Regions from separate parts of the Mus musculus genome. Here all the other regions are linked to region 2. The links are chromatin contacts, called in public HiChIP or PLAC-seq, Micro-C and promoter capture Hi-C maps. All regions are on one chromosome and are shown on one strand. The core of a region is the stretch at or near the end of the contact, and the rest is flanking DNA. Distances in the headings are between cores, read along the strand shown.

Region 1 (2,915 bases), core at 52-2,551, 920 kb before region 2:
TGGGACCCCATCAAGTTGTGAATGTTTTTAATCTGTTCTCTACTTTCAGAGAATGTGAATCCATGACGGCAGAGGAAAGACATGGTACAAGAACAGTGTAAGCTCACACATCTATCTGCATACCAAAGGAGAGACACTGGGAACAGTGGGAGTCGCTCCTCCCCACCCTCCCATCAGTGCTTCATTGGCTTGCTCTCTCATGAGGTCACAGCTCAGTGGGTCAGCCATGTCCCTGCACTCACACTGGTCCTTGCTGTCTTCTGAGAGCACTGTCAGAAAGCACAGGTGTCGATCACACGTTGGCTTGTTCCAGTGGCAGTCGAGAGTTGTAGGCGTAGGACACAGTGTTCAAGGCGTCCTTGTAACGGTCCATGCATATGGTGATGCATTCCTGCTCAGAGTTGTCCAAGGAGCCCCAGGCTTCCTGATGCACTTCCTGAAACGCCTGTCAGTCATCTTGAGCAGCTCCTGCTCATGCGCAATGGCGGTCTGCACGTTCACCTGCTCTATAATGGTCCCTGGTCCAGCTTTCCGCAACCTACGCCATTAAAGTCCAGCCAGACCACAGGCACAGCCAAACGCAGGTGCCTGGAGCCTGGAAATGTTTAAAACCTCAATGCCCAGCCCAGTGACACTTCTCCAACCAAGCCACACCTCCAATCTTTCTCAAGAGTTCCATCTGCTGGATATGAAGGATTCATTCCTATGAGCCCGTGTGGCTGTTCTCATTCAAACCAGCATAGCGTTCACTATGAAATGGAAGAGACCAGCAGGGTTCTGCAGATGTGTCCAGTGCAATCTGACAGAGATACCCTCCAACAGGGGACTCTGCGGAGTTAGGTCTCCCCCTTTGCCTCTGTCCCCTCCTGCTCAGCCCCTCTCTGTCTCTGTCCTCAGGCCTCTCCCCATCAGTGCCCAGCTCCCCTCCCTCCTGAGCTATGCACTGACACTGTCTCTTCCTGGGCCTCTAGTTTCTCTCATGTGCTCAGCAGCAGGCTGTGGATCAGCTGTGTGGTTTTGATGTGAACATTCCAGTGGTGGCTGGAGAGATGGCTCAGAGCTGAGAGCACGTGTTCCTTGTTGGGAGCCGCCCCACATTCGCTGTCACAAGGTGGCGCTGACATCCTGTGTTCTAAGTGGTAAACAAATAATCTGCGCATGTGCCAGGGTACTCCTCCCCCCATGTACTCTGCCTTCCCCGTGACTACAACTCGGCCATGGGCTGCAGCCAATCAGGGAGTGATGCATCCTAGCAAAAATATAGTTCTCCTTAAAGAGGGAGGGGGTTTCCGCCATCTCTCTCTCGCTGGCATCTCTCTGGCTCTGCGCGCCTTGCGCTCTCTCGCTGCCTAAAGATGTAACAATAGGACTCGGCGCTCTGGCGCGCCCTCGCTCTCCCGCGCGCTCTGGCGCTCTGGCCCCATAAAGATGTAAGCAATAAAGCTTTGCCGCAGAAGATTCTGGTTGTTGTGTTCTTCCTGGCCGGGTGTGAGAGAACGCGTTTGTAACAGTTCCTGTTGCAGAGGATCCAGGGTGAGTTCCATCAGCACATGGTGGCTGTCAACCATCTGCAACTTCAGTTCCCAGGGATCGAATGCTAGTGCTAGTGCACATACATATTCACATACAAAAATGATTACATCTCATGACAATAAAATTTTAAAAATATGATTTGAAAAATACTCCTTCTCTTTCTCCTACACATCCAGAGTGTGAGGACAGGAGTGGAGGGCACAGGAATGTTTGGACATCACTGTCCCACCAGCCAATGAAGAGCGCTCTGTAACAGGACAGGAAAAGATGGTTGAAATAGAGTGTATTGAAATGACAATTTGTCAAAAAGCATAAAATTAAAAATACAGATGATATTTCATTTTATGAACCTACCATGCCCAGTGGGTCACAGCCTCATCCCAGGAAGAAGACACAGTGTGTGCTCATCTTTGCACTTGAGCTGATGTGAGTTTTTGATTCCCTATGAACAAGATAAATTCGACTCAGACGTTTGAATGCTAATTTGTAACAGCCCATGACATCCCAACATCCAGAGCATTCCTGCAGAGAAAGGTGTCCCCTTTCCCATCTTCCCTCCCACTGCAGACCCTCCAGAGTCTCACCTGTTGAAGATGAAAGAGAAGCATCGCATTCTTGGGCAACAGCGCCGCCTGGTGGAAGAAACAAAGAGGACAGCGTCTGAACCCACAGAGCTGAGGGTAAAGGGGATCCAGGCTGCTGAGCTGCCCCAGGGCCTCCTTCCTATCTGCACTTCTCCAGGGCTCTCAGGTCTCAGGCCGCCCTGCTCTCATCAAACTACATCCAGAAGAACTTTACGTGCTTTTCCAGCCGTGGGAAGAAAACTCCCTGTAAGAGGGGAGGCAGGAGGCAGAGCCATGGGTGCTAAAAGGAGCTGCAAAGCCCCAGAGAGCAGTTCCAGAACTCGGACAGGGACCATGGTGATGATTCTTTGATGTCAGCTACATGTGGGGTTAACTAAAACCTCAAAATGGAGGGCAGCATCTGTGAGGTGTTTTTGCTTAATTTGAAGTGTGAAAATCAATTTCTGATCCTTTTCTTTGAGGTAGGAAGACACAGGTGTAAACCAGAATATTTGAGCAGGAGCCCCTCCCACTTTTTGCTCTGGGCCATGACTTCTGCTGGAAGCCTACATGAAGACCTGGAAGAAGGAAAGGCTTGCTCTGTGTCTGCTTGCTCTTCTGGTTTCTACAGTTGCTGATTCAGGCATGGTGTTTCCCTACTGAGAGGACTGGACTGTACCTGCTGGTTCCTGTATGGGGTCTGCTGGCCAAGAAGTCTGGACTGAAGCTGTTGATTCGTATTTGGTGTTTGCCATGGGACTGAACTGCTGACAAAGAAAATTGAGCTTGCCCCCCAAAAGCTATTGTTAAACAGGTCCA
Region 2 (3,126 bases), core at 239-2,738:
AAGGAGCCTCAAGCAGAGACTCGGAACACGCCCTAAACACTTAGGCAGAAACCTTATCACACAGTGATTGGCAACCCTGGTGCTGGCATAAACCATGCGGGGTTTGGTGGCAGTGCAAGCCATGGGCCACAGGTGACCAGTGAACCCACAGAGATGGCAAAAGGGCATCTGTTGCATATTTTTGCTCAAGTTTTAAGGAAAGTTGAAATACCAGCTAAACTTATAGTTGATTACCTAGAAGACTACAATTCCCAGAAAGCTCTGAAAAGTTTTTAATCCAAAGAGGACTACAGTTCCCATAAGATGCCGAATTGGCCTTGGGCCCAGTAACATAAGTACCTGTCTGTCCAATATTGTGTGAGCAACCATACAGGCATTTTCAAGCTTTGGCTAGGACTTAATGCCTGGAGGGGGATGGTGCCCTCGATAGTGTTCAGGGTTGTATACTTGCTGTGTCTACCATCATACTTAAGCTGTCTGCTGGACCATGACCCCCCCCCTCCATGGAGAAGTATTTGGGCAGAAATAGTTACTGTCAATAGATTGAGGTCTCCGCTGCATTCAGTTGACATATCTAGTGCAACCGAAGACACTTCCCCCAGATTTCCAAAAGCACACTGACCCAGAAGTAAAGGTGTCTTCCGTGAGTCTCTGTCGCCCCTTCTTGTGCACTAAAGTTCAAAACTGATATAGTCCCAGCCTTCTATCTGGCGGCTCAGAACGGGAAAGGCACACGCGGCAGCTGCAAAGGCTCAGGCTACACGTGTTCCCAAAACCGGGCGGGGACAGGGAAGCCACAGCCCAGTCGAGCCTCACCCTTGCTCCCGGCGGAGCCCAGGCTAGGAGCGAACGCCCTCTCCCCTACAGGCCCCAGTTCTGGACCTCCAGGGCCATTCTGGGGGGCAAAAATGGCCAAGAGGCCCGCAGCGGCTCCTTTAAGGCGTCTTCTCGCCCTCCCTCCTTGTCCACGTGACCCGGGGCGGCCGCGCGCCGGCTCGGCCCCCCGCGCAAGCGGCGATGGCGGCGGCGGCGGGAGCTGCTGCGGCGGCGGCCGCCGAGGTGCGGAAGGGGAGGGGGAGAGGCGGGTGCATGCCCGCGCGCGCGCCCGGGGGAAGCGCGCGCTCGTGCAATGCTCCGGGGGTGCAACGGGGCCGGGGGGCCCGAGCCGAACTTACAGCAAACCAGGGGGCCAACACCGGGGGCGGATGAGGGGACCAGGGGGTGGGAGGTGGGGGGAGTGGGCGCCGAGTCGCACGTGCCGCCGCCCGCTGCCCCTGCGTGGGCGGTGGGCACCGCGACCCCGGGAGCCCGCGCGAGGGGCGCGAGGGGCCGTCCGCCGGGCTGGGGCGCAGCGGGCGTTGCAGGGGTTGGTGGCCGGGGTCCCCGCGGCCTGGGGGACAAAGGGGGAGCGGCGCGTGCAGCCGGGAGGAGGGGGCGGGGCCGGGGCGCGGAGGCCCCGCCCCCTCCCCCTCCTCTGCTCCCGGCCCCAGAGATGCGGGGTCTGCCGAGAGGGAGGGGGCTGATGCGGGCCCGGGGGCGGGGGCGTGCGGCCCCCACGGGCGGCCGCGGCCGCGGTCGGGGGGGCGCCCACCGAGGGCGAGGTAGGCCCCGAAGCCTGCTCTCGCTGCCCAGGGCCCAGGCGTCTTGGGCCCCCCAGCTGCCTGCCGGGCTGACCGGCCCCCCGGTTCCTTGTCTCCCCTCCCAGGGGGAGGCCCCCGCTGAGATGGGGGCGCTGCTGCTGGAGAAGGAGCCCCGAGGAGCCGCCGAGAGAGGTGAGTGCAGCAGGAGCAGGCCCGACCGGACCTCCACCCTCCCCACCCCCAACACGGGATCCCGGGAGCTTTCAGCCCTGAACTTTTTCTTTTCCCCTCCCGACAGTTCATAGCTCTTTGGGGGACACCCCTCAGAGTGAGGAGACCCTTCCCAAGGCCAACCCCGACTCCTTGGAGCCTGCCGGCCCCTCCTCTCCGGCCTCTGTCACTGTCACCGTCGGCGATGAGGGGGCTGACACCCCTGTCGGGGCCGCATCACTCATCGGGGACGAACCCGAGAGCCTGGAGGGAGATGGGGGTCGCATCGTGCTGGGTGAGAGACTGGGGAGTGAGGGAGACGGGGCGCAGAGGGGCTTTCTGCATGCCTGCTCACCCTGCACCCCCTTTCTGCCTGCCTCTTTTCTAGGCCATGCCACAAAGTCGTTCCCCTCTTCCCCCAGCAAGGGGGGTGCCTGTCCCAGTCGGGCCAAAATGTCAATGACAGGGGCAGGAAAGTCGCCCCCCTCGGTCCAGAGTTTGGCCATGAGGCTGTTGAGCATGCCCGGGGCCCAGGGAGCTGCAACTGCTGGGCCTGAACCCTCTCCGGCAACAACTGCCGCCCAGGAGGGGCAGCCCAAAGTGCACCGAGCCCGGAAAACCATGTCCAAACCTAGCAACGGACAGGTGAGAGTGTGGAAGTTGGGGTGGAGAGACTTGGGGAGTCTCTGGGTCGGATTTTTTGTTTTGTTTTGTTTTTGTTGGTGGTTTGTTCTTTTGGGTTTTTTTTTTTTTTTTTTTCCTTCTTCCGGGATTTAGCCTTAGACCTCTTGTATTCAGATTTTTTTTTTCGAATTTACCAATAGGCTACCAAGTGTCAGCTGTTGGGCTGGGCCTCTGTGAGCAGAGTAATTGTCGGCTTCCTGGAGTTTGTGTTCTTTGGGGAGGGGTGGTCAGCAGAGGAGACTGACAGATGTAGAATTAATTATATAGTTATTGTCCTAATTACACAAATGACTGGGCAGGATCAGCCTTCCCAAGTTTGTGTTTTTTTTGTTTTGTTTTTTGCCTCTGAACAAATGCTTAGGGAGGTTGGTTTGTTCGTTTGTTTGTTTGTTTGTTTGTTTGTTTTTCAAATCCCTACTTTGAGACCAGTCTCAAACCAGATAAAGTTTTTACTGGGAACTCTTCCCTGGGAAGGCCACATAATGACAGAATGTGGGCGGAGGCGTGTGTGTGTGTGTGTGTGTGTGTGTGTGTGACAAGAACCTGGAAATCAAAATTATGTCAAGGTTTTAAGGGCTCTTGATTCAGCTTAAGTATGGCTTGTGTAGCCTTCCTCTGGGTCTTGTTTCGTTTATTTTGTTGTTTGTTTTGA
Region 3 (3,080 bases), core at 475-2,974, 770 kb after region 2:
GCTTCTCCACCATGGCCTGAAATGGGATCAGGTGTAAATGAAAGCTAGTCAGGCTTCACATAAAGACGGCACTTTCAACCAAGCAGAGGGGGGCACAAGACCCACCTGTGTAGCAATTCCTGCGTGATCAGACCCGGGGATCCACAGCACGCGATCCCCACGCATCCGGTGCCTGCCACAGAAACACCATGGGGACTCTGAGCTCACTGATCCTCACTTCCAGCCTTCCCTTCGGGAACTGCAGTGGCCCCACCGCCTCTCACCAGCGCACAAGTGCGTCCTGGATCGCCACTGTGAGTGCATGGCCAATGTGCAGGGAGCCGGTGACATTGGGAGGTGGGATACACATGGAAAAGGTCTCCCCTGTAGCTTGGGGCAGCCTTGCCTGGAAGGAATGAGGAAGTCAGAGGCGAGGGAGAACTAGTTGTTGCTGTTGCCTAGGGGAACAGCACCCTCTGGTGCCTTGGGGCAAAAAGAACTTCAAGAAGGCCAGGTGTAGTGGCACACGTGTGAAAAGGCAGAGGAAGGCAGATCTCTGAGTTTGAGGCCAGCCTCGTCTACAGAGTTCCAGGACGGCCAGGACTACGTGGAGAAACAGTGTCTCAAATTTATTATTATTATTATTATTATTATTATTATTATTGAAATCCAACACGGGGGAGGCAAAAAGAAAACCAGGGGCCGAAAGAAATAAACATCAACTGTGAAGTTAGCCTGTGCCCACCAAGTTCAAGGGCCACTCACTCTGTCTTAAGGACCTCATAGAAGCCCTCTGCCGCGCACTGACCTGATACTCTGGTTTGAAGAAGCCCTCTCGCACCCACCACTGGTACCAGGCCGCTTCAACATACTGGGGACTGTAAGCAGGAGGCAGGGGCCCAGAAACATCTGTGGAAGCAGAACAGAGATCCACTACTGAACTGCATGTTAGCAGACCAAAGAGCAACAACATCGCAAAACACACCCTACACTTTACCTTTCTTTTCACCTGGCCCGGTGGGGATTTCATACAATACTACCTCCTTGTGACTCCAGGCCTTAGTGGGCACTGCAGGTATCTGCAGGGAGGAAACAGGGTGTGTGTGTGTGTTGCGGAGTGGGGGTGGAGGCTGCAATCCCCAATACACCACAGTCATCTGGATCCCTGCGCCAGTCTCTTTCAGCCCCTTCCCAAGTCTTGGGAGACCCAAGGACTGACCCCTGACCTTGCTCTTCTCAGCTAGCCCAGCCTCCAGGGCCGCCTGTTTCTCGCGCAGGCGCTTCTGTTTGGCTTCACGGTTCCTCCGAGAGACAGGGGAGCCGTGGGGCTCCGGCTGTGTACAAAGTGCCTGGGGCCTGGAAAGACCCCATGAGGGCCTCAGCCCCCAGAGCGGTGGCCGGAAAGAGGCCAGAGGCAAATGAGGCATCGGGAGTGTTTGGGAAGGGATGGAGGTCTGCTCACTACGAGGCCATGGGATGCAGGAGGTCGCAACCCTTCACTCCCATCCGCAGGACCCTCTCTCACTCTACGTCCTTCCGCCTAGGGGCGGAGCGCACGGTGTGGACAGCACTCTGGAATCACTGAAACCAGGGCGTCCAGAGAAGGCGGGAGCTCTGCCCGTCACCGGGCACTGACGCGGACACGAAGGTTGGGGTTCGGAAGCCTGGGACCACCCCCACCCCCGCAACCTCGGCCATGCGCCTCTAACTCGAACGTCCCGGCGAACTCAGAGCCGATAGGTGCATGGCGAGGTGCGCGCGCATGCGTGGGCGGGGACACGCAGGCGCATGCGTAAAAGACTCTCGCTCCTCCGGCTTTCTGGCTAGAAGCGGGTATCACTGCGTTGGGTAGGGAAACGCCGGCAGACGTCTGAAGCCGCGTAGATTTTTTTCCATAATTTTATTAAACAAGAAATATCCCGGTGTGTAAACAAAATACATCTGAGTTGGAAAGCTGCCCGCCCGGGGCTGGACCTGGCCGGCTCAGGAGCTGTGCTTCTGCCGCTTCCAGAAGCGCTTGACGTCGCTGTGCCCTGCCGGCGTCACCACCATCAGCCGCTTGGCCGAGTTCTCGAACACAAGCACGCCCAGCTCCCGCGCGTGGGCCAGCAGCAGTTCAAAGTCCACTTGCGACAGGAACTGGTTATACAGGACGCCTGGGGTCGGGTGGGACAGGCAGGAGGTGAGGGGCTGCAGTGGTCTCTGCCCCTCCAAGCAGCATGCAGGCAGGGGCTGCAGGCCACAGTTCTTAGGACTAATTCTCTACGGATAGTCGACTGTTCAACTTTAACACCTGTGGCATCCAGACACTCGAAAAGACAGCAGAATCCACAAGAAAAGCCACGCAAACCCACCTAAAGAGAAGACTGAATTACCCTGCCTCTTATCCCCTCACCTAGCTTAATTCAAACTGCACTGATTTGGGACATATTTCCTGCTACTAATATACCAAAATAAAAGATCAGTCTTCCTCTCCTTCCCTTTTGAGAAACAAATACGAAATGCACAAAACTTTTGCGTGAAATTGCTGGCCTTACCTCTTTAGCCAATGATTGAGATTAGGTCAGCGGAAGCCACTCACCTTCAGTGAACCGGAGTCTGTCCCTTTCCAGCTCCCACAGCCGAATCTGGTCTGTTATGGTGGGGGGCAGCACAGGATTCTGCAGGACAAGGGTGAGGCTATAGGACCTGGCTTCTCATCCATCCTCTCGCGGCTAGGTGCCCAGGCTGCCAGCCCCCCTGAGTCTTGGTACCCAGTCATACCTGTTTGAGCATCACTGGATGTGCCCTTGTCCTTAGGAAATGGATTATCTAGGAAAACACAAGAATGTAGAAAATCGGGCTGGCGAGATGGCTCAGTGGGTAAGAGCACTGACAGCTCTTCAGAAGATCCCGAGTTCAAATCCCAGCAACCACATGGTGGTTCACAACCACTGTAATGAGATCTGACGCTCTCTTCTGGTGCGTACTTATGTATAATAAAACTTTAAAAAAGAAGAATGTAGAAAGTCATCTGAGCTAATGTCACTGAAACAGCATCTCTGTTCTCCTAGCCACAAGCCTGACAAGACCCAGGCCTGTTCTACTGTTACTTTCAGGTG
Region 4 (3,161 bases), core at 508-3,007, 610 kb after region 2:
GGAAGATTCATGGAGAGGGCCAGAGAGATGGCCCCTCAGCCACCCTGGGGGATGACTTGGACCCATGTGGTAGAAGGAGGGGACTTCCACACATGTGCTATGTGTAGCTGTGTGTAGGTACATACACACCCTTAAAATAAAACGCAATTTTTTTTTCAAAGTCTCAGGGTGAATTTGGTGAAGTCGATGAAGCTGAGGCAGGAGAATTATCAGGAGTTCAAGGGCAGCTTGTTTTATAGAGAAAGGTTCCATCTCTACCTGATGAAGACTACCATCAAGAGACACCCCCGCCCCCCAGGGCACCTAGAGCCACTGACCCTAGCCAACAGCTCAGGCGGGCTGGGCCCAGGCTCAGAACTCTGTCCTGGCTATGTACACTGTGGGGTGCTCTGGGCTTTTTGAGGCTGTGTGATTCACCCTGGGGCCTTCGTTCAGAGCATGGTGTAGGAGCAGACAGACAAACACCATCCCTTGCAGACAGGCACTCTGAGGGCTATTCTCTTGCAAAGATAACTAAGCACCAGGCCAGTAATGGGATCCTCAGACTGGGCCCAGAAAACCACTCTAGGGAAGTTCAGGGTAGGCTCTCTGCACCCCCTCCTCCTAATCCCGTCTCCTTAGTGTCTTTCCGCCAGCACAGGAATGGGGGAGGGGTGGGTGACGAGGATGAACACCGGAGTCCCTGGAGGAAGGGAAGCAGGGTATCTCCATCTGAGGCTCTGTCTTTGAGGAGAGGTGGAGAGCTGGGGAAGTCTTGTGTGAGGGGATTGGGGCTCAGGAGGGGGTTGGGGAGCAGGAAGTTGTCCCCAGGGGAGCCATCCTGGCCCATTCAAGGGTTGAGTACTTGTTTAGGGTTAGAGCTGCCCCCTCTGGGGACCAGGATTGTCCAGCCAAGGCCATTGTCCTGCCCCCTTCCCCCAGTCCCTCCCAGGCCCCTTTGAACCTGAAGTCAGATATTTCTTCTCTCTACCCACCTCCCACCCGTTGGGTTTCTCCACCCAGGAACTAGGCTGGAAGCCTGGGATGAGGAGGTGGGGGGAGGGAGAACTGAGAATCTTGAGGAAAGAGGCCCCGGCCTTAACTGTGAGGGGATGGAGCCTGGGTGCAGGTCTTATGGGGGTTGGGGGGTGGTTAGTGTCTAATCTACCAACCTGGACAACACAAGATGGAATACTGTGCTCTGAAAACGCAGAGCCAGCACTTCTCTGGGGTCTCTGGGGACATATCTGGTTGGGGCTCGGGGTCCCATGGTGTAGAGCCTCTAAACTCTGGAGGACTGGAGGTGCAATGGCTGTCTTGTCCTGGCCTTGGACATGGGCTGAAATACTGGGTTCACCCATATCTAGGACTCTAGACGGGTGGGTAAGCAAGAACTGAGGAGTGGCCCCAGAAATAATTGGCACACGAACATTCAATGGATGTTTTAGGCTCTCCAGAGGATGGCTGAGTGGGCTGTAAGGACAGGCCGAGAGGGTGCAGTGCCAACAGGCTTTGTGGTGCGATGGGGCATCCGAGCAACTGGTTTGTGAGGTGTCCGGTGACCCAAGGCAGGGGTGAGAGGACCTTGAAGGTTGAAAATGAAGGCCTCCTGGGGTCCCGTCCTAAGGGTTGTCCTGTCCAGACGTCCCCAACCTCCGTCTGGAAGACACAGGCAGATAGCGCTCGCCTCAGTTTCTCCCACCCCCACAGCTCTGCTCCTCCACCCACCCAGGGGGCGGGGCCAGAGGTCAAGGCTAGAGGGTGGGATTGGGGAGGGAGAGGTGAAACCGTCCCTAGGTGAGCCGTCTTTCCACCAGGCCCCCGGCTCGGGGTGCCCACCTTCCCCATGGCTGGACACCTGGCTTCAGACTTCGCCTTCTCACCCCCACCAGGTGGGGGTGATGGGTCAGCAGGGCTGGAGCCGGGCTGGGTGGATCCTCGAACCTGGCTAAGCTTCCAAGGGCCTCCAGGTGGGCCTGGAATCGGACCAGGCTCAGAGGTATTGGGGATCTCCCCATGTCCGCCCGCATACGAGTTCTGCGGAGGGATGGCATACTGTGGACCTCAGGTTGGACTGGGCCTAGTCCCCCAAGTTGGCGTGGAGACTTTGCAGCCTGAGGGCCAGGCAGGAGCACGAGTGGAAAGCAACTCAGAGGGAACCTCCTCTGAGCCCTGTGCCGACCGCCCCAATGCCGTGAAGTTGGAGAAGGTGGAACCAACTCCCGAGGAGGTAAGTGAAGGGACTTGGCTGGGCTGGCAGAGGCAGCAGTGAAGGGAATTGGGAACATGTAGGGTAGCCACCCTGCCTGCCAAAGGTGGTGATGGCTGCCGGGCCTCCTGAGAAGCACGACGCAGTGTGGACTAGAACCCAGAATTGCAAGAATCAGAAACCGGCCTGGATTGTTTCGGCCTGGCCCTTGTCATGTAGGTCACCTAGGCCTGGCCTGTGTCCCGACACTTGCTTCATGCCATCACTGTCTGTACACCAGTGATGCGTGAAAATCAGCCCCCCCCCAAAAAAAAAAACATATCAGCCCCTCTGGGGACTTGGATCACAGTCGGACCCAGGAACTTGGCCTTAAGGTTAGGCATGGCTGGGGGGGTAAAAAATGGTGCTTATCCTGGAGTTATTGTTACTGAAGAGGTTGGGTGTGACTGGCTGCTGATAGGAGCTCTTGTTTGGGCCATGTGTGGAGTAGGGCTCACCTTCAGTCAAGTTTACGGCCTGTCTACTTTAGCCTCAGACTCCATGAGTCACCTTTACACGAGCAGACCCTTGTAGTGCCTGAGGTGCAGATCTGATCGATTTCAGCCTTTCTACCTTTCCTTGTAAACAAGAAAGGGACACCCTTGGGTAGGGGAGTTTTATCTCCAGGCCATCTTAAGATCATTCTGTGAGTGCACGGGCCTTGCTTAGTGTCTGATGGCCTACAGCCAGCACTCTGGAGCAAGTGTAAGCAATTAGCCTTAAGAACAAGGTGCGAGTGGATACCGATGCCCGCCGGGAGTTCCGACAGCTTAGCGATTGTTGTAGCAGGAGTCCCCTCCCTAAGTGCCAGTTTCTGTGTTATCTCAGGTCCTGTATGCCGCCGGGAGTCCCCTAGGAAGGCATTAATAGTTTATCTCACATCTTAAATGGCCCTTAATGAAGCAAGAGATTTGAACCTTAGTTAAGCTAATCC
Region 5 (3,034 bases), core at 453-2,952, 700 kb before region 2:
AGGGATATCGACAATGTGTCCCAGCCCTGGAAGCACAGGGGTCCCCTGAACTGTAATGTCTGTGTGTTTCTCCAGGTCCAGCGGCTCCTGTATGAGAGCCCCAAGCGGGCTTCTCGGACGGTTCTTCTTATCACCCAGCAGCTCAGCCTGGCAGAGCAGGCCCACCACATCCTCTTTCTCAGAGAAGGCTCTGTCGGCGAGCAGGGCACCCACCTGCAGCTCATGAAGAGAGGAGGGTGCTACCGGGCCATGGTAGAGGCTCTTGCGGCTCCTGCAGACTGACAAGGCCTCTGGACTGCACACTGCGTGCTGTCCCCCTCCTGTCCTCTACTCTGTGTGACAGAGAACCTGGGAGCAAAGATATTACCACACCCACGGAGACAGTTGAGGAGCGGAGGTGCTTGTTACATGAGAAAATGTAAACTCTAGGAGATACCCGGAATTTACCACGAATGTGTTTCCCCGACCCGCTCCCTATTAGACGGGGTTTCAGGTACCTCACACCAACACTGAGCTGCTAAATCTCCGGTCTCCACCCTCCCGGTGCTGAGCTTGTATCACAGCATGCACACACAAACCTGGTTTATGTGGCGTTGTGATAGAATGAGAAGAAACGCCCAAAGTGTACAGAGAGAAAGGACAAGCAGCTTGCAATTAACCAAAGGCATAGGCTGGCATTTGGGTGTTCTATGGGTGTTTGATATTTGTAATAAAACTGGTGTTTTGTACTGTGGCTTCTCCCGTTTCTTAGCTCCCGCAAAGTCCTAGCTGAGTTAGTCAGCCCCCCCCCCCCCCCCAGGACAGTGTCCCGTTCTTCTTCAGAATTCTGTTTTACTTCTGGGTCCATCAGCTTTTATTTCCTGGGGCTCTCATTTCTCTTTACTGCTCACCCACGGACTCCTAGTGCTGAGCTGGACCGGGCGGCAGCCCCTCCCTCTCCGCACCCCAAGGCAGCAGCAACTGCATCTTGGAGTCCTTCTCTTCCTCGCTGAGGCTGGAGGAAGCGCGGTAGCGCCGCGGGTGGGGACCCCAGAAAATCAGACTGGATAACCTCGCCCGCCCGTTCAGATTCTTTCATCTTCTCCTCAGCGGCACACGCCGGGATAATCTCAATGAAATGGATAGGATTAGCCAGTAAATCTCTTCCATTCAGGGAGGGCCCGGTGTGTGACGTCAGCAGTTCCTGGGCAGATAATGTCCATAAAGGTTGCAAAGAAGAGGTGGGGTTGAGGATTCAAGGAAGGAGCGCGCAGCCCTGACTTGCGCGACGTGAGCAGCCCCGGGCAAGGGCGCGTCCTCGTGGGTGGCTCAGGGTAGTGAGACTGTTGAACCAAGAGGGGCCCTAGGAGGGACACATGAAAAGGCCCGACTGAGTCCTCTCCTTGGTTCGTCTTTCTCCGTTTTTTCCTGGTTGTCCCAGGACCTAAAGACCCCTGTGCATCCATTTATCGCATTTTCCAGTTTCTATAAAATGATGCTCATTTATTTGAGTGCTGCCCCCATCCCCAGGACGCACGCCTAGGTGGATCTGCTCAATACTCCTCTCAGGTTCCAACGTTCTAGACAACCTCTTTAGGAGATAGGACCCTATTCAGTCCTCCGCTGTTCCCAGAAGATGCCCCCCCCCGTCCCCCGCCTGTGGGTCTTCACGCACCCCACTGCTAGGCGGCCTCCGAAGGCGCACCTCTTCTTCCACCCCACAGCCCATTCTCTAGCTGGTTTCACTGATGTGGCAGCAGGAAAACTCGTCCCCAACACATTGTTTTAGTTCAGACACCCATTAACTGGGCTCTACTCGGAAAGGGCAGGGGATGGGGGTGGGGGACTGGTTCCCTCCCCTTGGTACTGTGGCTTTCGCTTTCACTTCCTTGTCGCAGAGTCGACGGATCTTCGGGGCCAAGTGGTCATGGCGTTACTGGATCTGTGCGGTGCCGCTCGGGGGCAGCGGCCCGAGTGGGCTGCCCTGGATGCGGGAAGCGGGGGTCGCTCGGACCCGGGACACTACAGTTTCTCCGCGCAAGCTCCGGAGCTCGCACTTCCCCGGGGAATGCAGGTGAGGACTGTAGGGCGTTCTGGAGAGATGCAGGAGGTGGGTGGTGGTGGGTGGCACAGAGGAAGGAGTGTCTGCCTGGGTCTGAGGAGGTGAGGACGCCAGGAGGGGCCGTCCAGGAGAGCAGCATCGAGGCTAGCCCTGAAGAACCAACGTGGAGATTAAGGCATGGGAAGGCGGGAGAAAGGGGTGGGGGAGGGACAGAAGGAGAGAGAGTCACGCACGGAGTTGAGACAGCGAGACTGAGAAGATGGTTGGTGCCAATCCCAAGACACAGTGCACAGACCACCATGCCTTCCACAGACTCACTGCTAACTACTACAGGGGCTGTACAGTTGTCTTGGAAGACCTATGAACTTTGGTGGCCTTACTTGGTCTCAGCAACCCACCCTGTGTGTCCTACGACACATTAGATGGCCTAGGTCTCAAGCCCCTCTACTGTAAAATGAGAGCAAGTTATTAAAATGTGCTTTCGAGAACCAAAGGAGCCACGGATTAGGAAACACCTTGAAGTCGCCTACCATGACCTTTGTTCCCACGTGCTGGAAAGCAGAAAGCTGGTGGGCTTAAATCCTGCTTTTCTTTCTTCGGAGCTACTGACATCTAGAGTCTGCAGACCCCTCCTCACTCTGCCACCCTGCCAGGAGCCTCCTAGCACTGAGGTGCCCCTCTGCCTCTTGCATCTCTTAGCCCACCGCATTCCTGAGGTCCTTTGGTGGTGACCAGGAAAGGAATGTTCAAATTGAGATGGCCCACGGCACAACCACACTCGCCTTCAAGTTCCAGCATGGCGTCATCGTGGCTGTGGACTCCAGGGCCACTGCAGGGAGTTACATTAGTGAGTATGTGTGCTCCATGTGTGCTCCAATGGTCCGACTCGTGGAGCTGTTCCCTCAGTAGAGCAGAAGGCCTGGGCCGAAGTTCAGACAGAGCTGGCATTATAGCACACTGAGGGTGGGGGTGGGATGGGGGGTGAGGGGTGGG
Region 6 (2,968 bases), core at 411-2,910, 980 kb before region 2:
GTGTGAAGTGATGTTTGGAATTCTGGGAACTTTTCAGGAGAGCATATAAATGGCAGAGCCTCCCCACCTTCCAGGAAGCATGGTTGGTGGTAGTACAGGGGTTGGTTGTGGTTTGTTAGTAGTCTTGCTCAAAGAACAAACAGGAAGAGAGACATTAGAATCAGAGATCCTGTCTCTCCTGTCTATCCTTTCTTTTCTATCTAGTGATGGGGGCGGATAAAGGGGAGGAAAAAGAACACACAAAGTCTCAAAGACTGGCTGTGTGTGTGTGTGTGTGTGTGTGTGTGTGTGTGTGTGTGTTTAGGTTTAACCCCATCAACCAGGAGGCAGAGGCATACAGGTCTCTCTAACTTCAAGGCCACAGTCTAGTCTACCCAGTGACAGTCAAGGTTACATAGTGAGACCATGTAAAACAAAACAAAAAAGACTTATTTTATGTAAATAGGTGTTTTGTTGGCATGCATACCTATGTGCTACATTTGTGTCTGGTGCTCATGGAGGCCAGAAGAGGGCGTCTGATCCTATAGATCTGGAGTCACGGAGAAGGCAGAGAGCCGCCATGTGAGACTGGATACAACACTCGGGTCTTCTGCAAAGCAGCTGCGTGCTTAGTGGCTGAGCCATCTTCCAGCCTTCCATCCTGCTTTGTTTTGTTTCTGAGACAAGGTCTTTCTATGTAGCCCTGACTGTCCCAGAACTCTGTATGTAGTAGATCAGGCTGGCCCCAAACTCGGATATCAGCCCGCCTCTGCCTCTTGAGTGTTCGGACTAAAGGCGTGAGCCGCCATGCCTGGCTCACCCTTCTTTCTCCTCTGACTTGTCTGCAGACCAGTGTGGCCACACAGTGCGACCCGGAGGAGATCATCGTGCTTTCAGACTCTGATTAGCAGGCCCCATGCTCCCCGTGCTCCCTGCATCCAGAAGGTTTTTTGTATGGCTGTTGGAAGATGATGGAGTAAAAGATGGACAGAGCTCCTCCCGTTTTGATGGTGTTTCTTTTGACAAAAAAAAAAAATCAAAATGTTTTAAGTTTTACACAGACACATTAATAAACAATGAATTTCTTTTTATTGTATTCTTTCCTTTACTTTGCCTTTTCTCTTGTGACAGCTGTCACCTGGATCTGCCTTTTCTATCCTGGCTCTCTTTTTAGGGCGTCCTCATCCTTAACCCTTCCTTGAGCCTTCTTCCCCTAGGCACTTTTAAAGATAAGTGCTTCGGAAGCCTTCTTAAGCAGCTTTCCTCTCTCGTTTTGAGCGGTCTGAGTGAAAAGGCCAATCAGGGGCTGACTCAAGGTGATTTGGCCAATCCAGGCCTGGAGGAGGGGGGCGGGGCTTGGGGGGTTCTCATATGCTGGGAAAAGGGCTGTTAGATCCCGCGAGCAAGCTAACGTCCAGAGCTCGGGGTGGAGCCTGGGAAGCGGAAGCCAGCACTGGTCAATGAGACAAGGTAGGCTTGTCGGATTAAAGGGGAACGAAGGTTTCGGCCAAACCAATTCCTGAGTCCTCAGCCGCAGACGGGACCTGGTACCTTTAAGGCGGAATGAAGCGCCGGTTCTTTAAAGGAAAAGTGTCGCTGTCGGTCGACTTTTGCCCAGCGGCACAGGAGGGGTGCTGGCCTGCGCCTTTAAGGTCGCAGGTCCGGGAGGCGGAGTGGAGGCGGAAGGCGGAGGGAGTCGGCACAAGATGGCGGCGGGAGGGGCTGGGGCTGCGGCTCTGGTCGCGGAGTGAGGGGGGGGGCCCGGGGGCGCGCGGCCAGGTAAGCGGGGGCGCGCGGGGCTGGGGGCCCCCCTCAGGCTGGGGAACAGTCCGAGGGCGCGATTGGGGAGGACTGGGGGGCGGGGTTCGGGGGCGGGGGCAAACACGAGGCGGGGTCGGGGATCCAGGGGGCGGAGCCCTGGAGGGTCCTGAAGGGGCGGGGTCGGGATCAACTGGGGGCTCTAGGGGGAGGAGCTTGAGAACTGTGGAGAACACCCCTTCACCCCAAGAAAATCGGTACGCAACACCAAGGAGGGGGCGTTCTTTTGAGAGTGAAGCCGTAGACTAGGATAGACGCCCCTTCCCTGAGAGCCCCCTATTTCCTGACCCAGGAGCGAGAGTACTAAACTTGGAATACTTTCTTTGCTAGCGCTGCGGTTTGGTGGTGTTTGATTGGATGTTTTACTTAATAGTGAGCCTCAGTTGCCCCGTCTGTACCATGGGGTTGACAGGGGTACCTGTTTTTTTTTTTTAAATACTGTGATGGCTTAAAATCAGTGATGCTTTCAAAATGCTGTTATTCTTTTTTTTTTTTTTTCCCTAGAGACCCCCCCGGCCGCCCTCTTCTTTCCTTTGTTCCTGTGGCTGGGGGGGTATCTCCTTCCACAGCATGGAGCCGTCTGCTCTGTCACCCAGTGGGGCCACACTCCCACTGCCTCTGTCACTGGCTCCACCGCCACTGCCTCTGCCGGCAGCTGCAGTGGTACACGTGTCCTTCCCTGAGGTGACCAGTGCCCTCCTGGAATCCCTCAACCAGCAGCGGCTCCAGGGTCAGCTCTGTGATGTGTCCATCCGCGTGCAGGGACGGGAGTTCCGCGCTCACAGGGCCGTCTTGGCTGCCTCCTCTCCTTACTTCCACGACCAGGTCCTACTGAAAGGCATGACTTCCATTTCCCTGCCAAGCGTCATGGACCCAGGCGCTTTTGAGACTGTCCTGGCCTCAGCTTACACGGGCCGCCTCAGCATGGCTGCTGCGGACATTGTCAACTTCCTCACAGTGGGGTCGGTCCTCCAGATGTGGCACATTGTGGATAAGTGCACTGAACTCCTTCGGGAGGGTCGATCCGCAGCCACTACAACCACTGTCACTACTGCTGCAGCCCCCTCTGTCTCTGTCCCTTGTGCCAGTGTCCCATCAGGGAATGGGGGCACTGTCGCCCCTGCCACCGTAGGCTCTGTCCGTTCCCATACCTCCAGCAGGGCCAGTGAGA
Region 7 (3,042 bases), core at 228-2,727, 630 kb after region 2:
AACAGTCAACATTCAAGGAATCTCAGCAGATGCTGTCCTAGGCCAGGGCCACTGTGATGGACGGCAGGGGGTTCCTGGCAGGGGCAGGGCACAGTTCCAGACTGTGATGGACGGCAGGGGGTTCCTGGCAGGGGCAGGGCACAGTTCCAGACTGTGATGGACGGCAGGGGGTTCCTGGCAGGGGCAGGGCACAGTTCCAGAAGGGCTTTGGGATGGACTGGAGAGATGGCTAAGTGGTCCTAAGCACTGGCTGCTCTTCCGGAGGATCTAGATTAAAATCTTAACAACCACATGGAGTCGAACAACTGTTTATAACTCCAGTTCTGGTGGATTCAATGCCTTCTGACCTCCCTGTGCATCACTTGTATGTAAAACACTCACATTTTCTTTTTCTTTTCTTTTCTTTTTTTTTTTTTTTTTTTTTTTTTGGTTTTTAAGACAGGGTTTCTCTGTGTAGCCCTGGCTGTCCTGGACCTCACTCTGTAGACCAGAAAGAAAGGAAAGAAGAAAAAAAATCTGTGTGTGAGAGGAGGGAGGAAGAGTAACAATGGGTTAAAACCTTGGGAGCCTGAGGGAGATGGTCCAGGATCAAGATGGATGCTCTGGGGCCAGGGCTATCAAGTGGAAACCAAGTTTCCCTGATCAGCCATAAGTAGAATCCCAAACCGACCAGGTGGGGACAGATGTGTGGGGATTGGAGCTGTAGTCCAGACACTCTCAAGCCTTCTGAAGCAATCTCTCTTGGTGGTGGTGGTGGTGGTGGTGGGTGTGTCTTAAGGACCCTGATGCTCAGGGCCATCCTGAAGAAGGAAGATTTCTAGGGTTACAAGGGCAGGGGTGGGGGAGGGGAGCTCTTCCTGAGTCTTTGGTGTTGATGCAGTCACCTCTGCATGGGGTCAGGAACCAGGATATCCTGGCTTCCCGCGTCACCCAGGTGGCTCCCCCTGGAATTCCTTAGATGTCACTGCCTGGGAAGTTCCCAGTGACTGACTGAGGTGACATGCCAGAGAGCATGGTCCAGAGGGGAGTGGGGGGACGGAGCTCCGAGGCTGAGATGCCAGTCTAGAGGGTGCTTTCTGACCCAGGCGTCCCGCCTCTGCCTCTAATTACCAAGCTTCCCCACGCGAGGTTTGCCCCCATTTTGTGGCTTCCAATAACTATCACGGATGAAAGGTAGCCTTCCTTGTGATTATAAAGATGACAGGTGGGTCCTGATTCCTGCCGGGTGTGGATGGAGGAGGTGTGAAAACAAGGGTGGAGCCTCCTGGGGTCTGGGTCACTGATAGACCCGGCTGCCCCCGGCCCCCGGGACTGGGGGACAGAAAAGAGGGATGCTTACTGGCAGGTTCTTTGTAAACGGGTTTGACCAGTTAGGCTCTGGTAGGGATTCCTTAGGGTGCTGAGCTGGCCCCTCCCCACAGACTGGCCACCCCCTCTACCTCCTCTGCTATAAAGCCTCTTAGGTTCTCAAGCACCTAGACTCGGAGCACCCCGCCTTGGGGGCCAGTAGACAGCCATGATGCTCACCTGGAAGCTGCTAGGCCTGCTGGTCCTTTGCCTGTGTGCAGGAGGTGAGTCGTCAGAATAGGCCAGGAGCACAGCTGGGGTGATGGAGATGGTCGAAATGACCCACCCTTAGGGAGGGGACGCCCCCAGGAGGAAAGGAGTAAGAGGAACGCAGAGCAGAAGGGATTCTTGGAGTGTCCTTAGTGGGGAAGCTCAGGGGATTGCAGGCAGGGGCACCTTGATTCTGAATATGTTGCTGGGTCAGGTGGAGGGATGCGATAGAGTTGTGTGGAGTCACCAGGCCTAGGGAGTCACTGGGACTGAGGGCTGGTTATTACAGAGATGGCGCCTGAGTGACAGGTGGGGCCAAGACCACTTCCAGTGCAGACCACCCTGGGGGAGGTTCCAGTGGAGTATCCCAACCAAGGTTGAACAGAGAACCATTTGGAAGTATGATCGTGTCAGTGGTCCGGATGAGCCTAGGGCTTTCACACCGTGTGAAGATGGCCTCAGTGTTTGGGAAATGTATGGAGAGCACTTTGGGGGTCACTCTGAGATCTGTTTTGGGGCTCAGGCTGTGCTAGTCTAAGTGAGGCTCAACCTTTGGGTATGAAGCTGGGTGGGAAGTGTTCTGCGACTGTATCTCTTATTCTCCTTCCTCCTCTACAGGCATTTCAGGCAATGGCGACCCTTCTCCCGGATCTACAGACACCCACGAAGAGGAGGACTCCCCACCATTGCCTCTGGGACCCCCAATCCCTGGTGATCCCTGGCCTGGGGCGCCTCCTTTGTTTGATGAACCTCCGCCTCCAGGCTCCAACCGTCCCTGGAGAGATCTTCCTGACAGTGGTGCCTGGCCCCCAAAGCCCCCAAGCACTGATCCCCCTAAACCTCCTCTGCCTGATGACCCCTGGCCAGCAGGAACCCAGCCCCCAGAAAACCCCTGGCCTCCTGCCCCTGAGATGGACCATGAATCTCAGGAGGAGCCAGACCTTGACCCACCCCAGGAAGAGTATAGATAGGGGACCCTAGGGAACGTGAGCCTCCACAGAGCACACCAAAGCCCACCTTTTTCATTGGCTGCCCGCTTAGAATCTCAATTTTCCCTAATCCCTTAGTTCCCTTCCTCAGTCTCTGTTTGAATTGTGTTCTATGTTGGAAGTGTCTATGCTCTGCAACCCCCCCTCCCTCCACTTTGTGGTCCCTGTTCAGTCATTATGTTGTCCCTTCGCTTCTCTTGATCAGCAGAAAGCACACTCCTACCTCACTCAGCCTGTTCTTGCTTGTCTAGACCTGGACTTCTAGGCAGAGCCTGAGCTCTGTGCTCTCTGCTGCCCCCTGGTTTTCTTAGCTGGGAACTGACAGTCGATCAGGATGGTGCTTCCAATGGAAAAATAAAAGCCACGTTTTCTTCTGAATCTAGTCTGCTTTTTTTACCGTTGCTTAGGTTTTTAAATATTCAGTCGCGTTCCTCTCAGCTCTTAGCTTGCAGAGATCTAGAAATGGTGTGTGTTTTTTGTCTTGCACTTGTGCAGG

Evidence for each region. Promoter capture Hi-C pulls out the DNA fragments that hold promoters and counts their contacts. Hi-C and Micro-C count contacts between places; a contact is called where the count stands out from the background. HiChIP or PLAC-seq counts read pairs in DNA pulled down with a chosen protein or histone mark.
Region 1: a FOXA1 HiChIP or PLAC-seq map of pancreatic cancer cells shows a contact between it and region 2. The contact joins the promoter of AA388235 here to the promoter of Ehmt2 in region 2. A contact is called at or near these places in 4 of 39 promoter capture datasets (cranial neural crest, erythroid cells, hippocampal neurons and 1 more), 2 of 115 datasets of contacts at active chromatin or transcription factors (bone marrow-derived macrophages and pancreatic cancer cells) and 2 of 9 other capture datasets (liver and pancreatic islet).
Region 3: a FOXA1 HiChIP or PLAC-seq map of pancreatic cancer cells shows a contact between it and region 2. The contact joins the promoter of Vars2 here to the promoter of Ehmt2 in region 2. A contact is called at or near these places in 1 of 115 datasets of contacts at active chromatin or transcription factors (pancreatic cancer cells) and 1 of 9 other capture datasets (liver).
Region 4: a Micro-C map of embryonic stem cells shows a contact between it and region 2. The contact joins the promoter of Pou5f1 here to the promoter of Ehmt2 in region 2. A contact is called at or near these places in 1 of 39 promoter capture datasets (liver), 2 of 484 Hi-C or Micro-C datasets (both in embryonic stem cells) and 2 of 9 other capture datasets (adipose tissue and liver).
Region 5: a promoter capture Hi-C map of stem cell-derived epiblast-like cells shows a contact between it and region 2, with 6 times the contacts expected there. The contact joins the promoter of Psmb8 here to the promoter of Ehmt2 in region 2. A contact is called at or near these places in 3 of 39 promoter capture datasets (hippocampal neurons, neural stem cells and stem cell-derived epiblast-like cells), 1 of 115 datasets of contacts at active chromatin or transcription factors (memory CD8 T cells) and 2 of 9 other capture datasets (liver and pancreatic islet).
Region 6: a contact with region 2 is called in a promoter capture Hi-C map of liver, with 4 times the contacts expected there. The contact joins the promoter of Zbtb22 here to the promoter of Ehmt2 in region 2. A contact is called at or near these places in 3 of 39 promoter capture datasets (embryonic stem cells, liver and pre-B cells), 2 of 484 Hi-C or Micro-C datasets (B cells and embryonic stem cells), 6 of 115 datasets of contacts at active chromatin or transcription factors (astrocytes, bone marrow-derived macrophages, double positive thymocytes and 2 more) and 1 of 9 other capture datasets (liver).
Region 7: a contact with region 2 is called in a promoter capture Hi-C map of liver, with 2.1 times the contacts expected there. The contact joins the promoter of Psors1c2 here to the promoter of Ehmt2 in region 2. A contact is called at or near these places in 2 of 39 promoter capture datasets (erythroid cells and liver) and 1 of 9 other capture datasets (adipose tissue).

Annotation. Positions count from the first base shown.
Region 1 is chr17:33,980,191-33,983,105 of GRCm38.p6, forward strand. It overlaps AA388235 (expressed sequence AA388235), which reads left to right and starts at 1,302. Exons shown (of 1, transcript NR_033305.1): 1 at 1,302-2,915.
Region 2 is chr17:34,897,482-34,900,607 of GRCm38.p6, forward strand. Ehmt2 (euchromatic histone lysine N-methyltransferase 2) reads left to right here and starts at 1,489. Exons shown (of 27, transcript NM_145830.3): 1 at 1,489-1,772; 2 at 1,879-2,085; 3 at 2,179-2,435. The coding sequence starts at 1,493.
Region 3 is chr17:35,665,868-35,668,947 of GRCm38.p6, forward strand. Vars2 (valyl-tRNA synthetase 2, mitochondrial) reads right to left here and starts at 1,725. Exons shown (of 29, transcript NM_175137.4): 1 at 1,206-1,725; 2 at 977-1,058; 3 at 788-888; 4 at 264-385; 5 at 106-172; 6 at 1-16. The coding sequence starts at 1,406. Gtf2h4 (general transcription factor II H, polypeptide 4) reads right to left here. Exons shown (of 14, transcript NM_010364.4): 12 at 2,743-2,790; 13 at 2,561-2,639; 14 at 1,861-2,135. The coding sequence ends at 1,963.
Region 4 is chr17:35,504,275-35,507,435 of GRCm38.p6, forward strand. It overlaps Pou5f1 (POU domain, class 5, transcription factor 1), which reads left to right and starts at 1,758. Exons shown (of 5, transcript NM_013633.3): 1 at 1,758-2,209. The coding sequence starts at 1,826. It overlaps Gm32362 (a long non-coding RNA gene), which reads right to left and starts at 1,463. Exons shown (of 3, transcript XR_385564.3): 1 at 1,152-1,463. RefSeq lists promoters at 1-1,828, 1-1,777, 1,535-1,804 and enhancers at 1-540, 535-1,543, 625-867.
Region 5 is chr17:34,196,493-34,199,526 of GRCm38.p6, forward strand. It overlaps Psmb8 (proteasome (prosome, macropain) subunit, beta type 8 (large multifunctional peptidase 7)), which reads left to right and starts at 1,703. Exons shown (of 6, transcript NM_010724.2): 1 at 1,703-2,053; 2 at 2,741-2,888. The coding sequence starts at 1,907. Tap1 (transporter 1, ATP-binding cassette, sub-family B (MDR/TAP)) reads left to right here. Exons shown (of 11, transcript NM_013683.2): 11 at 76-733. The coding sequence ends at 282.
Region 6 is chr17:33,914,516-33,917,483 of GRCm38.p6, forward strand. Zbtb22 (zinc finger and BTB domain containing 22) reads left to right here and starts at 1,661. Exons shown (of 2, transcript NM_020625.3): 1 at 1,661-1,758; 2 at 2,302-2,968. The coding sequence starts at 2,368. It overlaps Daxx (Fas death domain-associated protein), which reads left to right. Exons shown (of 8, transcript NM_007829.4): 8 at 828-1,075. The coding sequence ends at 887.
Region 7 is chr17:35,531,724-35,534,765 of GRCm38.p6, forward strand. Psors1c2 (psoriasis susceptibility 1 candidate 2 (human)) reads left to right here and starts at 1,478. Exons shown (of 2, transcript NM_020576.2): 1 at 1,478-1,571; 2 at 2,176-2,924. The coding sequence starts at 1,517. The coding sequence ends at 2,528.